Regions from separate parts of the Gossypium hirsutum genome. Here region 1 is linked to region 2. A link is a contact called in public Hi-C data. All regions are on one chromosome and are shown on one strand. The core of a region is the stretch at or near the end of the contact, and the rest is flanking DNA. Distances in the headings are between cores, read along the strand shown. Region 1 holds the start of LOC107888345 (alkaline/neutral invertase A, mitochondrial). Region 2 has its middle 3.7 kb from the start of LOC107889806.

Region 1 (3,072 bases), core at 63-2,562, 120 kb after region 2:
GTCCTACAATGATTGAAAGGAACCTAAAAGCCCAATTCGCCAACTTTATGGTGAATATGTGCATTGGATTTGTTTGTACACAATGTTGGGAAAGGACCAAGCCACCAAACCATAAAGATAATCAATGACAAATGATGATACATCAACAAAACAAGTACTTAGGCTATCTGAATGATAAATAATACACAAATAAACAAATGGATATCAAACAATCAATGACTAGTCACACCAAAAAAGGAAATGCACTACTAATGCTGCTACAAAGTTATACAATATACCTTAAGCGAGTATGTATACCTGCAACTGCAAAGTATGGAGGAGAAAATTCTTGACAATCTCTCCTTCACCTTTAAGCAAAAAAGCCAAAGCTGAAGGCACAAAATCACGAATGAAGACCTGGTCGTAATTCAAAGGCTGCTTATCACCTGGATCATTTGCAGCCACTGTACCAACAGGGAACCCACAATACGACACAACTGAATCTCTCAATAAATCCCATGCCTCCTTTTCAATGGCACTATCAATTGAAACTCCATTTTTTCCATTTCCCAAACCCTCCCCAATGTTCTTCACGTTGTTTCCATCTTCAGTTAGAGGATTTTCTCCTCCTACAAGGTTCTTATCAGTGTCAATTCTTTCAACAAGCGTCTTCACATTAATTCCGTTTTGCACGTGAATTCTTTCGAAATTCTTGTCGTTTATACCTGTTTCCACAGATGTTGAGAGGTCTCTTACCTTTGATGCTACCACGGCTTGAACAGAGAAACCGTTAGGCATCGGAACCGCCCTAGGTCGGGCAAAAACGGAACTTGGTAAACAATTAAACTTCTGGGCATTGTTGATAACACGTTGAAATCCTACGAATCGAGAAGGGTAGGCGTGGAATTGAGAGTTTTTACTGAAATTCAATAGAGAAGCTTTGCTCTTGTAGAAAAGCTTATCTTCACAACAAGGGAGATTAAACCGATGTCGGGACCCCAAAAACAAAGCGTTTCTGAGGTTTAGGAGTGTTGAAGGAAGCTTCATGGTGGAATTGATGATGAAATTCATAGCGTTCATAATCAACAAAAGAAACTGCAGCGATTAATCAGTAAAATTCGCTATATTTTTGTTTGGGATTTAATTATACCCGAAATGAAATTGAACAGATTGAATTGGAAAGATAAAAAAGAGTTACCCAGAAATTGATAGAAGAAATATGGAATGCAACATGTCTGATTTCTCCACGTGTTTCCAACAATTCAGCATTTGCAAAATCTATATTCCTTCTTTATTATATTATTGCTATTGTTTTTTACTCATTCTTCTTTCCTTGCCAAGAAGAGCAAGCAAGCTTTTAATGGCTTTAATTTAGTCCTTAATATTTGCATTTTTTTTTTGGGTTTTGGTATATCAACTTGATAATTAAGTTTATATAATCTTGAAATTGGATAATATAAAAGTTTTATAAGGTTTGTTAATGGAAATTAAGTTAACTAAATTTAGTTGTCAAATTTATATATTAAAATGGATTTAATTGTCAAGTTTGAGAACTAAGAATTGTATTTACTCCGATTTCTTTATAAACATTAAAACCGAAATTACAAGTTGAGGCTAAATTCTTGAATAAATCGTGTAGGGGTAGAATGGTAGTAAATTTAATTCTTGAATAAATAATATAGTTTTTTCTATTTCCTTTAATATGAGTGTAGTATTACGATTCTTAATTATTATTTTTTGGTTACAATACTTAAAACTATCCATAACCCATCTAATTAGTAAAAGTAAATTAAATTAAAATTTGTATAATATAAATTTTCATATAAAGCAATCAATGTAAATGAAAATAAAAATCGTAGTTTTTTTTAATGAAATTATTTTTTTAATATTATTGAAAAGTCTTTTAATAATAAAGGTAAATTATTAAAATAGTCATTTTTGTTTATCGCATGTTACATTTTAGTCACTTATGTTTGAAATGTTACATTTTAGTCACTAAGTCATTAATTGTCATTAACGGTAAGCTGATGTGGTACATTAAATTATCATCTCAAACAAAATTTTTAGGTTAAATTATATAATTGGTCCCAATATTTTTTCATTTTGTGCATTTTAATTTTTTCTTTTATATTCTTTTAACTTTCTTTTTTATTTATTTATTTCCCATTCTCTTTTGCTTCTTCCTTTTGTTTTCCTCCTTTCTCCATCTCTATTTTCCACATAATTAATTCAAAGAAATGAGATTTCAAATATGAAGCATATGCAAAGTTGTTTCGCTTGAATGATCTAATAATTAATTCAAAGAATTGGGATTTCAAACATGAGGAATATGCAAACTATGTCAAACAATCAACTAAAGATTACTTGTTAATGTGTAGCATTTAACCATATGATGGATTTAAGGGTCTGGTTGCACAAAAATCATTTGAGGTAACTCTTGAAAGCACTATTAAAATATGGAGAAAGGAGAAGGGAACATAAAAGAATATAAAAGATATGGAGAAGGGGGGAAACAGAGGGAGAAACGGAAGAGAATGGAAAAACAAAAGAGTTAAAAGAACATAAAAGAAAAAAATTAAATTGTTCAAAATAAAAAAAATATATAGGGACCAATTATATAATTTAACCTTTTTGTTTAAAATGATGATTTAACGTGCCACATTAGTTTACCGTTACACCGTTAACGACAATTAACGGCTTAGTGACTAAAATGTTACAACACAACAACATAAGTGACTAAAAAGTAACCTGAGACAAACAAAATTGACTATTTTGATAGTTTACCCTAATCATAACATGTTCTAGGGTAATTTAATTAAGTTGAATTAACTATTTTGTATTTGATAATTGTGTTTAAAAATATAATACATGATGGGCGTTAAAACCACCAAATAAAAATAATCCCCACAATAAAATAACTCTAAACAGTAGAAAAGAGTAATAAGGTCGATTCTAAAGGGATTGGTGATTATGATCAACTTTCGTGTTTTTCTCGTGAGCAAATTTTTTTTCGTGCCGATAATCGTGGCATTAAACATGCCCACAACTCCAAATGACCTGTTGAAAAATAAATAAATTAGGGGAGTTTCAAAA
Region 2 (3,432 bases), core at 925-3,424:
ATTTCTATAAATGGTAATGAATAATGAAATATTTCCAGATTTGGAAATGTTGAGCATCTAGCAATGTATTGTTCATCACTAATTTGAAAATAACACGGATTTTTGAGAAACTTTCAAGAGAGATAGAAGTTCCTAAGACGCCAAAAAATGGCTACTCCGTTTAGGGGACAACAATCGGTTTAACCAGTTAATTCAATTGTTTTTTAAATCGATTTAATAAATTTTAAATGAGAAAATTGATCTGACCGATTTAATTGAGAAAATCGACTAAACCAAATCGACTTTAATTCAGTTTCTGTCATTTTTCAATTAGCTAATATTGAGTTATTGGGTTGGGCTTATATGGTTATATATCTATGATATATTATAAAATACAAATATATATATTGGTGAATAAATATAAATATATTTTAAACAATTTAAAATTAATATAAAAATTTTCATTGAATCAGTTCTAAGATTCAAAAATTGATAAACTAACTGAATTAGCCAATTATACTAAGGCCAAAACTAATCAATTTACCTCACCCAACTAAACCAAAATTGAAATAATTGAATGGGTCGACTTTTTTATTTTTTGATTAAAATCGAAAATTGCTCTAGCTTCACTTATGGTTAACATCTTGGACTGGTCCAAGATTCTTAAAGTAGAGCACAAGGAAAACGATTGTGATGAAGATTATGGTGACCGAAATGTGGCATTAACGGTGCCAGAGAAACGAACAATGACGAATTAGAGATTTTAGTGTCGGGCTTTCAATGAACCTTCAACGTTTTCGGTGAAAACAAAGTTGACAAATTGAATGAGGAAAAAAAGGGAGCCCGGGTGGCTTTTGATTGGAGCTCCGACACTCGAATATGATGGTGGGAGTAAGAACAAAGTGAGGTGGCTGGGGTTTTACTCGGGATTTGAGATATGTTGATAAAGAATAAGAATTGGGAGAAAGATGACGTTGTGAGCTTGGCTATACAATGACAGTGGTGAACGGCAACGTCGACAACGTTGGTGCAGCACCTAAAATTTCACTTTGGCTAGAAAAGTTGGATTTTAAAATTCATATTGGCAAATGACTTGGATTAATTGTTCACGCGTATGGATTTAATTGGTTTAAATGGCTACATTGGGTTTCTTTGAACGGAAACGATTAGGGGCTAACTTAGTCACTGGAATGATCGAAAAAAATAGTAAAAAAAGGCCAAAGTGAAAATTTTCCTATGATACAAGGGTTAAAATGGGATTAAACCTTAAAAAATTACAATTGTTGTCAATTAGTTAAAAAAACTTACAATCATTAATATCAAAATTAAAATAAAATTTATAAAAACTATTTAAAATAAAAAATTAGAAGGAGTTTTAATTAAAGGTCTAAAATTATAAAATTTATAAAAACTATTGCAAATAAAAATACAATATTTAATTAAAGGTCTAAATTCAAATGCACCACAAGTTAGATTTTAAAATTTATTAAAACTGTATAATTTATTTCAAAAAATTAAAATGAATTTTAAATCAATTTAAAGAATTATTAGATTAAAAACGAGAGCCCTAAAATAACTAGGTTAAATTTAACAACATAATAAAAAAATATTTTAAAAATTATTAACTTTTTTAAAACATAATAAATAAATGAAAATGATCTTAAAATAAGGTTAAGGCTATAAATACTCTACTCGTATAATATTTTAAAATTTTTATGATGTACATTATTAGAATTATATTTATATATGTAAAAATATTATTTAAGAATTAAAAATAATTAAAAAACTTTTTAATAGAATACGTTTAAATTTATTTTTCACATTATTAATTAAATTTCTAAATTACGAAATAAATTTATTTAAGTATGTTACAGAATTTGGAGCAAAAAAAATGTCATTTTCGATCAGTAGAAAAAAGTATCCAAAATTAATCGATCAACGCCGCTGGGATGTCCAACTTTTTCTCCAAGGCGGAGGTGACAAGCAGCGGCCGCCCTGTCCTCCTCCGCAACGAAGTCGAATGCCACCTTCTCTCCGCTGTTGACCTCGAACCTGAAGACCACCGTCACTTCTCCCTCTTAAAATCGGGTCTCCTCATCCTCACCACCCACCGCCTCATCTGGCTACCTTCTTCTTCCGCCTCCACCCCTACTTCCGCCTCAGCCATCCCTCTTGCTGCCATTTCCCACGTTTCTCTTCCAAAAAATCTCTCAAGTCCGTCTTCCACTCCCCTAGGATACGCTTCTAAGTCCTCGTCTCGTCCGATGGTCGGGTCTTCGATCTAGGTTCCGGGTCTGGTTCCAGTTCAGGTTCGGGCTCGAGATCAGTCGTAGTAACGGCAGTGATCAGAGGGAAGTGGGACTGTGATGGGTTTTTGGTGAAGTTTTGGGACAGTTGGCGGGCGAGAGCTTGGGAGACTACGGAGACTTCAGGTTCCGGCTCAGCTTCGGTTTCGGGTTCAGGGGCAGCCACAGGAACCGGTGGAGGGTTGTACTCGAGTGATGGGTCGGTGAGGATGGTTGGGGTGGCGGGTATTTTAAGGAAGGAGCAAGAAATGTGGGAGAGTATTGATAAGAGTTTGCAGGATGCTTTTCAGGACTTAAATGCTCTCATGGTAATGCAGATAATTTGTTCAATTCTGGCCATTTGGATTTAGTTTTTATGTAAATTTTGTATCATAAATACTTTTAATTTCCTAGTAGTTAACAAATTGCATTGAAGAATATAGCATCTACTTGGTTTAGTTCCTGCTATGATTGACATTGGTGAATGCAAGTGGACCATATCTTGATTTAGGATATAAGAAAATTAAACTTTTGTGTCAATGCCATGTATAAAATGATTTGATTAGGCTTAGTTTACTTCTGTCGTTTTATCGCAAAGATAGGTTCCGAGCTATAGTTAATGAATATGATGTTAGTAGTCTCTGTCTTTTGCTTGTTTTCTTACATTCCAATCATTCAAGTTTTAGAATGCTTTCGGGTTTTCAGAGTAAAGCTAAAGAGATGGTGATGCTAGCAGACACAATGAGACAAAAGCTTTTGTCCGGAACGAGTTCTCAAACAAGTGGAACAAATGATGAGGATATGGGTTCAAAGGAAGAGATGCAAGATTGGTTGTTGAGTGTTGGCATAATATCCCCAGTCACTAAAGAGTCTGCAGGTGCTCTGTACCATCAACAATTGTCCCCTCAGGTTCTCGTCTCTTCTCTTTTCCCCCTTGTTAGTTTTAATTTATTCGCTTAATAATTTTTCTCAACAGAGTTTAGTTTATCATTCTGTTAATACAATCAATGTTTATAGAATTCAGGAATTCTTTTATGGTTTATTTGGCTCTAAAGAAATCCTTGAGTAAGACGGTTTTGTAGTTCGGGATTAGTTGATTACAGTTTTGTGATTCAAGACTTCGATGACAAAATACTCCCAGAAGATATTTTACTTTTTTTATTTTGCT

What was found. Hi-C and Micro-C count contacts between places; a contact is called where the count stands out from the background.
Region 1: a Hi-C map of hypocotyl shows a contact between it and region 2, with 2.1 times the contacts expected there. The contact joins the promoter of LOC107888345 here to the enhancer-like site in region 2. A contact is called at or near these places in 5 of 34 Hi-C or Micro-C datasets (hypocotyl, leaf and petal).

What each region holds. Positions count from the first base shown.
Region 1 is chrD13:58,382,771-58,385,842 of Gossypium_hirsutum_v2.1, forward strand. It overlaps LOC107888345 (alkaline/neutral invertase A, mitochondrial), which reads right to left and starts at 1,313. Exons shown (of 7, transcript XM_016812422.2): 1 at 1,178-1,313; 2 at 298-1,074. The coding sequence starts at 1,059.
Region 2 is chrD13:58,260,672-58,264,103 of Gossypium_hirsutum_v2.1, forward strand. It overlaps the pseudogene LOC107888337. Among protein-coding and RNA genes, the nearest start is that of LOC107889806, 3.7 kb to the left of the region's middle. Within about 2 kb of position 2,175, at least 6 of the 9 cell types and tissues checked have an H3K27ac peak or open chromatin away from gene starts, as enhancers often do.